Linked DNA regions of Mus musculus: region 2 is linked to region 1. The links are chromatin contacts, called in public HiChIP or PLAC-seq maps. All regions are on one chromosome and are shown on one strand. Each heading gives the region's core, a stretch centred on a gene start, on an enhancer-like site or on the middle of the called end of the contact. The rest is flanking DNA. Distances are from core to core; before and after follow the strand shown. Region 1 holds the start of Sox1 (SRY (sex determining region Y)-box 1). Region 2 has its middle 25 kb from the start of Gm33532.

Evidence for each region. HiChIP or PLAC-seq counts read pairs in DNA pulled down with a chosen protein or histone mark.
Region 2: a contact with region 1 is called in an H3K4me3 HiChIP or PLAC-seq map of embryonic forebrain, with 4 times the contacts expected there. The contact joins the enhancer-like site here to the promoter of Sox1 in region 1. A contact is called at or near these places in 6 of 39 promoter capture datasets (embryonic stem cells, epiblast stem cells, frontonasal cranial neural crest and 2 more), 1 of 15 datasets of contacts at CTCF or cohesin (stem cell-derived epiblast-like cells), 23 of 484 Hi-C or Micro-C datasets (B cells, LSK cells, cortical neurons and 7 more), 27 of 115 datasets of contacts at active chromatin or transcription factors (SST interneurons, craniofacial prominence, embryonic basal ganglia and 13 more) and 2 of 9 other capture datasets (embryonic stem cells and pancreatic islet).

What each region holds. Positions count from the first base shown.
Region 1 is chr8:12,393,888-12,400,033 of GRCm38.p6, reverse strand. It overlaps Sox1 (SRY (sex determining region Y)-box 1), which reads right to left and starts at 4,515. Exons shown (of 1, transcript NM_009233.3): 1 at 479-4,515. The coding sequence starts at 3,673. The coding sequence ends at 2,498. The region is part of intron 1 of Sox1ot (Sox1 overlapping transcript); the gene reads right to left.
Region 2 is chr8:12,497,693-12,504,026 of GRCm38.p6, reverse strand. No RefSeq gene overlaps it. Among named protein-coding and RNA genes, the nearest start is that of Gm33532, 25 kb to the right of the region's middle. Within about 2 kb of position 1,561, at least 52 of the 459 cell types and tissues checked have an H3K27ac peak or open chromatin away from gene starts, as enhancers often do. A contact at or near this core is called in SST interneurons, cortical neurons, differentiating embryonic stem cells and 7 more, where this site is marked.

The sequences.
Region 1 (6,146 bases), core at 3,266-5,765:
GCCTGGCACAAAGAGTTCTTGTTCACTGGGTAGAGCTCAAGTAGGGAGCACAAACCTCTGAAAGTCTTGGGGTGGGGGTGGGGGCTGAGCTGTCTGATACTAACAAGATGACTAACTTTATGTGGGGTGCTTCACTTAAAGTGGCCATAACTCCTATGCACTGAGCCCTGGTTTAGTTGCCCCCAGCCAAGGCACACCAGGAACTCCAGAAGCCCAGGCAAAACAGAGGTGAGTGTGGCCACCTTTGATTCTCCCTAAATAAAGAGCAGGGTGGTGTTGGGGGCCAGTCTGCAAAGGTCTTGGCGTTTTAAGGGGGAAGTGGGTTGGACTCTAAACACTCTCTAGAATTTCCCTGAGGCTATTGGGGCATTTCTTCCTAGACTGCCACAGAGTGTGGCCTCCCTCCTGGACTCCTAAGCGGTAGGCTAAGCAGCTCTAGAAACAACAAAGCAAAACCCTAAAAGAAAAACAAAGAAAGGAAAAAGGGAGGGGTGTTCTTTTATTACCTCATCAGAAAGCAGTGGGCGTCATTCTTGAATCTCTTGCAATCACTTTAAGGAATGAGGGGTTTAAGCAAAATCATTAAATGACTTTAAAAAAAATCACACGTGTCACTTGTAATATTAGCATTTATACTGAAAGATATTCTCCAATGTAGGTTGAGCTCTGGTCTTACTGAATTGCTAGATTAAGTCCACTTTTGAATGGCTAGTCCATATTCATTCCAAGAAAAGAAATTGGGAAAAAATCAGGGGAAAGGATGCTGAAAATAGTATCATTCCCCATCTGGACTTAAAGAAAATTTCCTTCAAAAATAGAATTTCATTCTAATGTCATGATTAATTTTAAAACATATTTGCTACAGTATAACTTTTAAATGCAATATTTAATGCTGTCAGATTACTTGAAGACAAAGTTTTACAGGGAACTTTAAATTCCAGGGGGGGGGGACCTGCAATATACCAATAAACACCTAGAAAAAATATAATTAAAAATATTTAAAGCATCAAACAACCTCAAGATCTGGTCAGGAATGATAAACACAGCATTCTGTGTTTACATTCCCTGGCAATCTGCATCCCGGTTCACACAGGAGAGAGTGTGTGTGTGTGTGTGTGTGTGTGTGTGTGTAAGAAAATCGGTAGAATTATGTTGGATTTTCCCAGAGAGGAATCGGGAGGGGATGGGATAAGACCTGGGTGAGAGACTCTGTGGTGGTGAGGTCTGGGTCAGGATTGCTTCCTTGAAGCACAGGAAGATAATTTCACTTACAATTCCAATTACAGAGAAATCAAAGGCACGCTGTCTTGGCGGTGGCTGTTGTCCCTATCCTTGGCCTTGTCCCACCACTGAGCACAACCCATCCTCCTTCTGAGACCCAGCTGCCTCAAAACTGCTACAGTATGCAAAAGGCAGAACCACAGGAAAGAAATGCAAAAAAAAATAAGCCAGGGCCATGGCAGTTAAAACGCTAAACCATTAGGAAGCATTTTGTAATTACTTCCCTTCTGTGTCAACTTGAACTCTACAAAATAATCTATGGAGTTTAAGATTTCTCTTTCCCCACCGAATAAAGTCACGGAAACGCTGCACTCCGCTTGGTGGGATTTCCTTACTCTTGGGCCCTGCAGATAATTTCTCCTCCAACAGATTGCTAATTGTATTTTGAACTCATAAAACATGCATATAAAATTAGCACGTTTCGATTTCACAGGGAAACGGGCTTTTCTCTCTTAAATGTATTGATTCAAATTTGATGCATTTTGGGGGTATCTCTCTTTGTTTTTTGCTTTTAGATGAAAGACTTGCAGGCTATGTACAACATCCGACTCCTCTTCCCCCCGTATCGCAACGCCTAAAATAAAAATGTCACAACGCATTTACAAGAAATAATACAAAACAAAACAAAAAATTGGAAATGCTCGGATACAGAGATTTACAAAACCCAGAATATAACTCCACCGTCTGAGAGGGGATTGCGGTATAAATTAACCAACCAACCCAAAAGAGCGGTAACAACTACAAAAAACTTGTAAATGTTTGGATCTGCCTTACTTAGATTTATAACAAGTGAGAAGGGCTCGAGGTCCGTCACTCGGCCTCAGGCAGAAGAGCTGGCGGGAAGTAAACCCCGGAAAAAGTTACAGAGCCGGCAGTCATACAAAAGTTGGCATCGCCTCGCTGGGTTTTTGTCTTTTGTCCTCCGAAGCCGAGAAAACGCTGTGTGCCTCCTCTGCGGACGATAAATACTGTACAAAAGGTCTCATGAAAACACCAAAGTTCAGTCTAAGAGGCCAGTCTGGTGTCAGCGCCTCGGAGTCCTGGGGAAGGTGATGGGGGCAGATGTCACCTGGCGCTCGGCTCTCCAGAGCGGCCTTTTATCGAGAGCGCGGGGACCTCGGTACAAAGTCGGGCTCTGGAGGCTGGGGCGCAGGCCTCGCTCTTCGTCGCCGGGGCGCCGGCCTTAAGCCGCAGTGTCCCCGGCGTCCCCGCGGCGCTAGATGTGCGTCAGGGGCACCGTGCCGTTGACGCCCGCGCCCGCGCCCTGGTAGTGCTGTGGCAGCGAGTGCAGCCGGCTTTGGGCCGCCGCAGCCGCTGCCGCCGCCGGGTCGCCACCCTCGCCGGCGGGCAGGTACATGCTGATCATCTCGCGCAGGTCCCCGGGACACGGTGCCCGTGAGTGAGCCGGGGCCGGCGGACTGCCGCTCGGCTCCGACTTGACCAGAGATCCGAGGGCGCCCAGGGCCCCCGACGACGCGGCTGCCGCGGCTGCCGCTGCCGCCACCGCCGAGTTCTGGTGCGCGCCGCCCGCAGCGGCGGCGGCGGCGGCCGCGGCGCCGTAAGGGATGCCGCCGTAGCCCGAAGGCGACGCGCTCATGTAGCCCTGAGAGTTGGAGATGGGGCTGTACTGCAGCGCGCCCATGTCGTAGCGGTGCATGGGCTGCGGGTTGTGAGGATGCGCGTGCGGATGGTGCGGGTGCGGGTGCGCCGGGTGTGCGTGCGGGTGCGCGCCGCCCGCGCCTGGGTGCTGCCCGTAGGCCAGCTGTGCCTCCTGCATCATGGCCGCGGCCGCAGCCGCCGCGGCCACCGAGCCGGGGTAGGCGCCGTTAGCCCAGCCGTTGACATGCGCGTAGCCTCCTCCCGCCGCGCCGCCTGGGCTCTCCAAGCGCTGGCCCACCGCCGCCGCCCCGACGCCCACGCCCACACCCATGGCCACGGCCGCGCCGCCGCCACCCGCGCCGGCCGCTAGCAGCCCGCCGGCCAGCGAGTACTTGTCCTTCTTGAGCAGCGTCTTGGTCTTGCGGCGCGGCCGGTACTTGTAATCCGGGTGTTCCTTCATGTGCAGCGCGCGCAGTCTCTTGGCCTCGTCGATGAACGGCCGCTTCTCGGCCTCGGACATGACCTTCCACTCGGCCCCGAGGCGCTTGCTGATCTCCGAGTTGTGCATCTTGGGGTTTTCCTGGGCCATCTTGCGCCGCTGTCCGCGGGACCACACCATGAAGGCGTTCATGGGCCGCTTGACCCGATCCTGGTTGGCCTTGGTGCCCCCGCCGCCGCCGCCGCCCCCGCCCCCACCGCCGCCCCCGCCCGCCCCGGCCGGGCCCGAGAGGTTCGTGGGCGCCTGGGCGCCGCCGGGCGAGTGCAGGTCGGTCTCCATCATCATGCTGTACATCTGGGCGGCTAGCGGGTTCACCGGTACCGCAAAGAGAGGGCCTGGAGCATAGACGGCCGGGTGGGGGTGGGTGGGTGGAGAGAGGATCAGCCCAGAGAGACTGGGGGGGGGGGTGTGTGTGCGGTGGGTGCCTAGCGGAGAGAAGGGGGTTGGGTGGAGGCCACAACAACAACAACAACAAAAAAGAGGCAAAAGCACACGCACTTAGCGCGGGTCCAGCTCGCAGGTGGAAAGTTTCTCCCGGTGCACAAACCACTTGCCAAAGAGGCCGATGGCCAGGTTGATTGCTGCCGTCCGGTCACTCAGGGCTGAACTGTGCAAACAGGTGCAGTCGTGGCCAAGTTGAGGCTCCACTTTCTGGGTCTGAAGCGGTGCCCCTGGGCCCGACGCAGGGTTCGCTGCCTCCTCTTGTCGGCTCGAAGTCTCCGTTCCTGTGCTGGCTTCCTTGGCGGCTTCCAACTCTGGGACCGCAACTTCTAGCAAGGCGGTGCGCCGCGTGCGCTGGGCATGTGCTGGTCCCAGGTGCCTGGGGGGAGCCAGGCGCTGAGGGGGACTCGGAGGGGGGTTCGGAGGGGGCGATCGCGGTGCAGCCAGGGAGGGGGTTAGGGACAGCAGTGGGAGTGCCAACGCGAGCAGAGAGCCAGAGAGCTGTGCCGCTGTGCCCAGGACAAGCTGTCCGCTGCCTGCCCGAGGCCGTGCGCTCGGAGCGGAGGCGCACGCGGGGCCGGTGGCGCGGGGGGCCCAGCAGCCATACGCCGGGCCCGGGCTGCCATTAAATGAGCGCGCCGCGGCCAATGGGAACCGGCGGCGGCGGTGATTTGCATGGCGCGCTGGCGAGTGACGTGGGGAGGGAGTAGATACACTGGGCGCGGGCGGCGGAGCAAGGAGGTGGAGGAGGAGAGAGGGGGGGAACAAGGGCAGGAAGGAGGGGGAAAAGGGGGCGCGGGGGGGCGGGGTCACAGCCACACTGCTTCCTGAGCGCGCGCGCGCGGCGGCGACGGCGGCGGCGGCGGCGGCGAACCCAGAGCTCGCCCCCTTTGCCTCTCCCCGCCCGCGCGCTCCGAATGATTAACGATTGGGTTGAAAACCCAGAGGAAGAAAGAATCGCTGTCGGGGGAGGCGGGGGGAATACAGCCCTGGGTCGTGTTTAAATGCGCTCATTGGAGACCCAGCTCCTCCCCTGTCCCCAGCCAGCCAACTCTGTGCCCGCTGGGAAGGGGAAAGTTGGAGATAGAGGCCTCACTTTGCACTCAGCTCAGCCGGGAGTGCAGAATAACAGCGGTGCGGGGGAGATCCTCCCGGGGGGGGGGGGCTTAGGCCCAAAGTACCTCTGCTGGGTTTCAGGCCAAGCGGGGCGGCTCAGTCTCTCCCACCCCTGGCGCTCGGTGCATTCTCAGAGCCTGCAAAGGCCTTTACAGATTCGGGATCTATAATTCGGGTCTCCGTGGCAAGAGGTGCAGCGGTTTTTGTGTGGTGCTACGCTCCTAGCTCCCTAATCTACCCCGAACTTTCTTGGGGGAGGGGGTGTCTTTTAATGGAGCGGAGTGTTATAGTCAGGTGCCAATTTACTCTATATCCTCTTGAATTTCTGCGAAGGTCAAAACCAAGATCTAGCTGGAATCTTGTTACTCCGACAGTAAAAAGAAGTTTGTGGAAACAGCAAAAGAATACCTACCTAGCCTATGCTTTTCTGAAGCGATTCTCCCAGAAGCTGTTTGCCAAAGGATTTTGAAAATCGTGTGAACTCGGGTTTGCGAGGGTGGGGGTGGGGTGCGGGCGCTGAAACGGAATTGGAAGGTCCAGTGACAGGGCCGCCTTTTTGTATGTTGTTGTTTTTGTTTCTTCGTATGTTGTGAAAAAGAAAGGGCAGTTCTGGGGATGATCAAGACATACACAAATGGCCGTAATCCATGAATCTCAGAACAAATATGATTCCGGGATGTATAAGAGATTTCCAACCCCACCCCAGGCTACTTGGGATCAGACCATCATGTCCAAAAAAAAAAAGGGGGGGGGAGTTATTGTAAAGGCTTCTTCCAGAAAGACCTTTAGAGTCTACAAGTTCTTCAGATATCCTGGGGCGGGGTACAGAGGGGAGAGGATAGAGTTTCTACTTCTAAGATCTAGGTGCTTCGGGAGGTTGCTGGTGGGTAAAGCAAGCCTGGTCAGATGCCTGCAGACCGCCTCGCGTGTAATCCAGAGGCTCTTCTGATGACAGATAACCCGGATAATAGCAAGAATACAGGTGTTCCAATATGTTGGACGGTGAACATATGACAGCCCCCCCCCCCACTAACAAAAACATCTGAGGCTGTGAATTTCCTGACGCCGTTGCTCCCTTGCTATGATTATTACAGTGGTTTATTTTATTTTATTATTATTTTTTTTTATCTCAGGTTGTTACAGCACAGTACAGCCCTCAGCCCGATTGAGCTTTCATTTCAGGCCATTCAGCACTTACTAGAAAACTCAT
Region 2 (6,334 bases), core at 312-2,811, 110 kb before region 1:
AATAATGTAAATTAATTGATTTTTTTTTTTCAAAAGGAGAAATGTGAACAACCTGTTTGCAAAACCTTCCAAAACTAGGTTCTGTTACAGAGGAGCACACCCCATATTTTACATTTTAAGCCACCCAAAAAATATTGAATGAAGTTTTACAGATCATTTTCTAGAAAATATGGTAGATAATTGTCCTTTTATGAGAAATTAGAAAAAGATCCAACAAAACCTTAAATATTGTCACTGCAGAGAAAGGGTTCTTGCAAAGAACATAGTATAAGTCAGAATAGTGGTTTTTAGTTAAAATCTTCCATTTTATGTACAAATAAAAGTGTCCGTCTGATCACGACGCTTCCTGCACACAGCTGGAAGAAAACACCTTGCTTTCTCGTAACTCAATTTCTGTCCAAATTGTGCCCGAAAGCAGGCCCGCATTGTGCTGTTTATTAGCAACACAAAGAACGTCCCTCGCAGAGCTGGACGGCCCTTGAAGTGCTGCGACTCTCTGTGAGGAGCTGGGGTCTTACCGATCCAGGGGAGAGTTGAATACTAATTACCATTCGCTCCCGACCAGCTCCAGGCCTGATTACCCTGCTCAGGAGCGCTGGGCCAGGCCTGGCTAGCTTCTCATATTTTAAAATAAAACACAGCATAGTTTTTGTGTTCTCAGGGGAAGAAGAACAGGTTGCTGTCGAACATGCACAGAGCTGTATTAATTAATTAACCCAGAGGTTCTCATGGCTCTTACCAGACAAAATTTTCTTTAAAAAAAAAAAATTACCCTCCCAAATATACAAATAGAAACACACAGATTGCTAACTGAAGTCCAAATATATGTTCCTGAATGCAGGAGCTACACCAAGCAAACGTGCCAGCGAGTGGCCTCGCCTCTTCCCTGAAGTCTGCAAACAGGTGCTCCCTCCAACTCCCAATGCTTCAAATCTCAGGACTGAGGCTGCCTGGCTGCCCTGGCTGCCCTGGCTGCCCTGGCCTTCCTGGGGGCTGGTACAAGGCCAGCCCAAAGTCTTTGCCTACTCACACCTTGCTGAGCCAGTGCTGGAAGGAGGAACTGCTCTGCGTAGTTGTGACAGTCCTCTCTAAAGCTGGGTGGGTCTTTCATTTATGGAATTGTAGATTCCCGTGGAAGAAATTTTATTATGAATCAAATACGTCTGTGGGATAAAGGGGAGCCGTAGCTGGCCAGCACGGACGTCATAATCGTGAGACGCACGTGCTTCCAACCCACCTCTGCCTTAATACCCAGCAGGCCTGAGCGAGCACACAAGAAGAGTTTTCCTTTCTGCCAGCTCAGCTCAGCTCAGCTCAGCTCGGCTTTCCCAAGGCAAGCTTTAACACCGAAGCACTTGCTTCTCAAATAAACATAGGCAGGCACCCCCATGCTCTGCTAGGGGTGGCTCTGCTCCCGGACCCATTGTCCTCATTTGCAAAGCGCGCAGGGCTGGAGGGGCTGGGGGCAGGGTGGAGGTGTGCGATGATGTCAGAATATCCACAGCTGAAGAATGTCAACTCTCCTGCGGGCTGGGCCGGCGGGTGGCCCAGCGCAGGGCGGCCACTGGTGCTTTCTAGCTCCGCCCGGCATTCTTCTGGTCCGGTTCCCACCGACAGTCGGGGCGAGGGAGGTCAGAGTGGCCGAGACAAAAGAGACCCCCCGCTGCCGGGCTTGGCTGGGCTGTCAGCACCGCTAATTCAGGAGTCCACCTTTCATCTTCTAGATCCATTAGGGGTTAAAGAGAGACCCATTTTACAGCTGACAGGCTTGAAGGGGCGGAGGAGGGGGAGGGACGCAAAGCACCCTAAAATTTATAGCATTGAAGCCGTCTGCTAAAAATAGACCCGTGCAGGTTCTCTTTTCATCCCTCCCCATATAATGGGATATGTATCTGTGAGACAGCATAATAAACAGGCAATTCTTGGTCTCCCGGTATTTTCATATTGTGTGGTGAGAGGAAACTGGGAGAATGAATGCAAAACAGTGTCTCTTACTCCTCAGAAGGGCAAGCAGCGTGGCTCAGCCGCTCACCTGCAAGCCTTCGTCAGCCCTGTAGTCAAGAGGAAGCCAGCAGCTTCACTACGTAGTGTGGAAAGAGATCTGTCTGGTGACATCGGACCAGCGTGCTTGTGAGATACATGTGCATGTGTGCAAGATGACGGGAGGAAGAAGCAAGGAATGTTTTAAGGAATCTTCGTGTGTAGCAGAGTTTTCTCTGGTGACTCGCAATCTATCTCTCCTGAAACCAGTAAATGAATTAAAATGAATTAACTTAAAGCATTTTCACTGATGACGGACAATATGTTTCCCCAAATAATTCAGCCTAATTTCCTTTTAATCAGCATGACCATCACCTGCTGTAAAAAAGAATTTGTAACTGCGCTTAGGTGGTATTGAAGAGGAAGCTGGGAAGAGGTTTATCTCCCAGTGCAGTGATATTTATGAATAGGGGGGGTCATGTGTGCATGCAGGTACCTTCTGTGTGCATGTGTTCTCTGCAGGTGCTTCAGTGTGCACTGTCTGTGCCTGCCTAAGCACCTGTGTGTGGATGTGTCTGATTTGTGTGTCTGCTCCTTGTGCTTGGGAGTGATTATGTACAAGTATGTGGGTGGTGTGTATGTACAAATGAGGTTTTGTGTGCATGCATGCGTATATAAACTCGAGGCCCTTGTGAAGGTGTAGCTGTGTGTGGAGGCACATGCACTTATGTGTTGTTATGTATACATGTGCTACCTTGTGGGTATGCATTTATTTGCCCTCGTGGGTGCATCTGCAAGTGCACGCGTGCGTATACATGCGCATGCATTCATGTGTGTCGGGATGGGCAGTTCTGCCCAGGGAAGTATGGAAGGAATGGATATGGAACTTGGGTTTGCAGTGGGCATGGGTGCTATCGGGTGCTCTCAGCTGGTATGACCAGCTAAAGAAAGCAGCCCCGGGGGCTGAGGCGAGGACTCGGTCAGGAAAAGTGATGGCACTGCAACTCCAAGGTCCTGAGTTTGATTCCCACAACCCACATTCATTAAAAGATGGGCAGAGTGCAGACTTGTAAGGGCAGCACCAGCACTGGGGAGGCCAAGACAGAATCCCAGGGGCTGGATGGGGAGAGAGTGGCTGCTAAGTGAGTCCCAGCCTAGTGAGAGAAAGCTCCCGAGGTAAGACACTCAGCACTGTCCTCTAGCCTCCAGAGGGATTACACACACACACACACACACACACACACACACACACACACACACACACCTAGAGACCTAAACCTAGAGTCTGGTATTGTACTCAAATCTCGTTTAAACATGGGATTTTTAATTCGAGTTGTGTGCTGTAGAGCATTGTTGTTCACCCTTGGCCGTCCTGGCTTCACCCCCAGTGCCTGAGTTGCCTGAGGCAGGCCAGTGGCTGAGTTCTGTTGAGTGCAGAGGTCAGCATTCATTTTTTTTTCTTTTGACAGAGAGCACAGCCTATGAAGTGCTGCAGGCTGGGTCTGTTGCTTTTCTGCACACAGCATCCTCTCGGACCCAGCATCCTTCCGGAATCTTTGCCAGGAGTCTTTGCCAGAAGCTTCTCCTCACTCAAATCAGCCCCAGCATTCAGACAAGAGTGACTGGGCTTTCCTGTGAGGATACACACACATGCATATACATGTACACACATGTACATACATGCACACACATGCAAACATGTGCACATGCACACATGCACATACACACACACATGCACACATACACACATGCACATACATCCACACATGCACACACATGCACACACATGCACACACATACACACACACATGCACACATACACACATGCACATACATATACACATACTCACATGCACACACATATACACATGCACACACATACACACACACACACACACACACACACACACACACACACACACGCTGAGGGTACTTGCCCAGAAGAGAGTTACAGAAAAGGAGTGGAGTAGAGGCATTCCAGACCACTACCCTGGCTGCCACACAGGGCTGCTGATGTCCCCAGGTCCACCTCTGACAGCTCTGACTAGGCAGTTTCTGCAGCTCCATTGTCCTGAAGGGGAGGGCGTGGGATGCTGCACCTTCCCTTGGCTGCCCCTCCTTTGGCGATCAGGAAATCCTCAGGGGTTGCTTAGGGAGGTTAACTTCAGGGGTGAATGCCCAGGGCACAGATTTGGGAGCTGGAGAATGGAGATCAAAGAACCCCCTGCTGTGGCATCTCCTACAGGAGTCTGCCGGTTAAAGTCCCACCTCCACCGCTCTCTGCACAGAGTTCTCAGGACAGCCAAGGACAAGACTGCTGGAGCCTGAGAGCTGCACCCACACGTGCCCACAGAGAGGAAAGCATCAAAGCTGAAGGGCTGCTCCCCAGAGCCTCAAAGGCCACTCAGCACATGAAGGCTCCTCACAAATTGGGGTAGGACAGGTGGAACAAAGATAGGAAGGGTGAGGGTCCTTGGTGACAGGCAAGAATCGCCCCCCCCCCCCCCCACACACACACAAACTCTTCCCATGAGCTGAGGCCCAGTATACCCTCCCTCTGCCTTTTCTGGGGATTTCTCTTAGCTTTTAAGCACTCTCTTGCTTATGGTGACGATTTTCTTAGCCTGGAGTCAGGACAGGCTCCTGATTTTACAGGTAAATAGGAATTTGGCTTTAGAACCTCATTCACCGCAAGCTGTGTACTGGCTGGTTTTGTGTGAAGGTGCAGTCTCAGTTGTGGTTGATGGCCCAGGACTGAAGGGGTCATGCAAAGGAGTTGAGGCTTTGCACCATGAAGAGAACCTATGAGAGGCTATTGGTGAAGCCTAACTGCAGCGGAAGACAGCAGCGTTTTGTAGATGCCAGTACCATGAGATGAGCACCAAGAACAGCAGCAGCAGTGGAGTACTGGCATCTGGAGCCTAGAAGACAAGGTGTGTGCTACAAAGGGCAGGGCTGGAGAAGTGACCCAAGCCCTTGGAGGAGCCCAGAAGATATTAAGTAGATCCCAGACATTGATTGGACAGTTAAAGTTTGAGTTTACTTTTGATTGTGACTATGCCCTGATATTTTCCCCTCTTGAAGTAAGAAAGTATCTTAGTGGATCCCATAGTTAAAAGACTTTGAATTGTAAAAAGACTGAATTTCAAAAGAGATTGGACATTTTAAGGGATTGAAATTTTAATAATGTAAGAATTTGTAAAGACTGGGACTTTTAAAGTTATTTAGATTTTGGGGGTGAATAAGAAAGCAAGGGTTGAGTGATGTGTTTGTGTGTCAAGTTGACAAGGGGTCAATTGTACTGGCTGGTTTTGTGTGTCAACTTGACATAGGCTGGAGTTATCACAGAGAAAGGAGCTTCAGTTGAGCAAGTGCCTCCATGAGATCCAGCTGTGGGGCATTTTCTCAATTAGTGATCAAGGGTGGGAGGACTCATTGTGCCATCCCTGGGTTGGTAGTCTTGGGTTCTACCAGAAAGCAGGCTGAGCAAGCTAGGGGAAGCAAGCCAGTAAGTAACATCCTTCCATGGCCTCTGCATCAGCTCCTGCTTCCTGACCTGCTTGAGTTCCAGTCCTGACTTCCTTGGTGATGAACAGCAGTATGGAAGTGTAAGCCGAATAAACCCTTTCCTCCCCAACTTGCTTCTTGGTCATGGTGTTTTGTGCAGGAATAGAAACCTGACTAAGACAGATAGGGACACCCCGAGAATTAGGGAAGTAAAGGCCTTAATCTCCCAGTCACTGAATAGCGGGGCTCCTGTATCCACAGCTGTGCGCCTCTGTCCAAGAATGCCTTCCCTGAAGAAGATCAGGTAAAAGCCAACAGAAACCCGCCACAAAATCGGGGAAGCGACCTCCATTGCGAACACAGGAAGACAACCAAACCTCACTCAGTTGGTTCTGAGGTTTTACGTGGTTCCTTGACTTCCTAGGGAGGTGCTTACCGGGGCAGACAGATGGATACGCCATAGGGAGCATCTAAGGAGCAGCCAGGTCCCTGCCAGGGAGGCCACGTCCTCACTCCCAGCCAACCAGGAGCCTCCTAGTTACAGGGACATGGAAGGCAGCCCCTGGCTTTTGAAATAGGAGAAGGAAGCATCTGTCCCTCTCCAGTGCCAAGGCCTCAGAGTGGGTCCCCAAAGCTAAGACCAGGTGTGACAGTATTGAAAGGCAGGGCCTTTGGGAGAAGTGACCGAGTCCTGAAGTTTCTCTGCTGATGGACAGACACACACCCTTCCTCCTTCTGCCGTTTGAGGACTCAGCAAGAGGAAAAAGAGACTGGGCCTTCAGGAGGCTACCACACTGCACTGCTGGTGTCTGTACCCTGGCCTTCCCAGCCCCTGGGGTTGGCATTT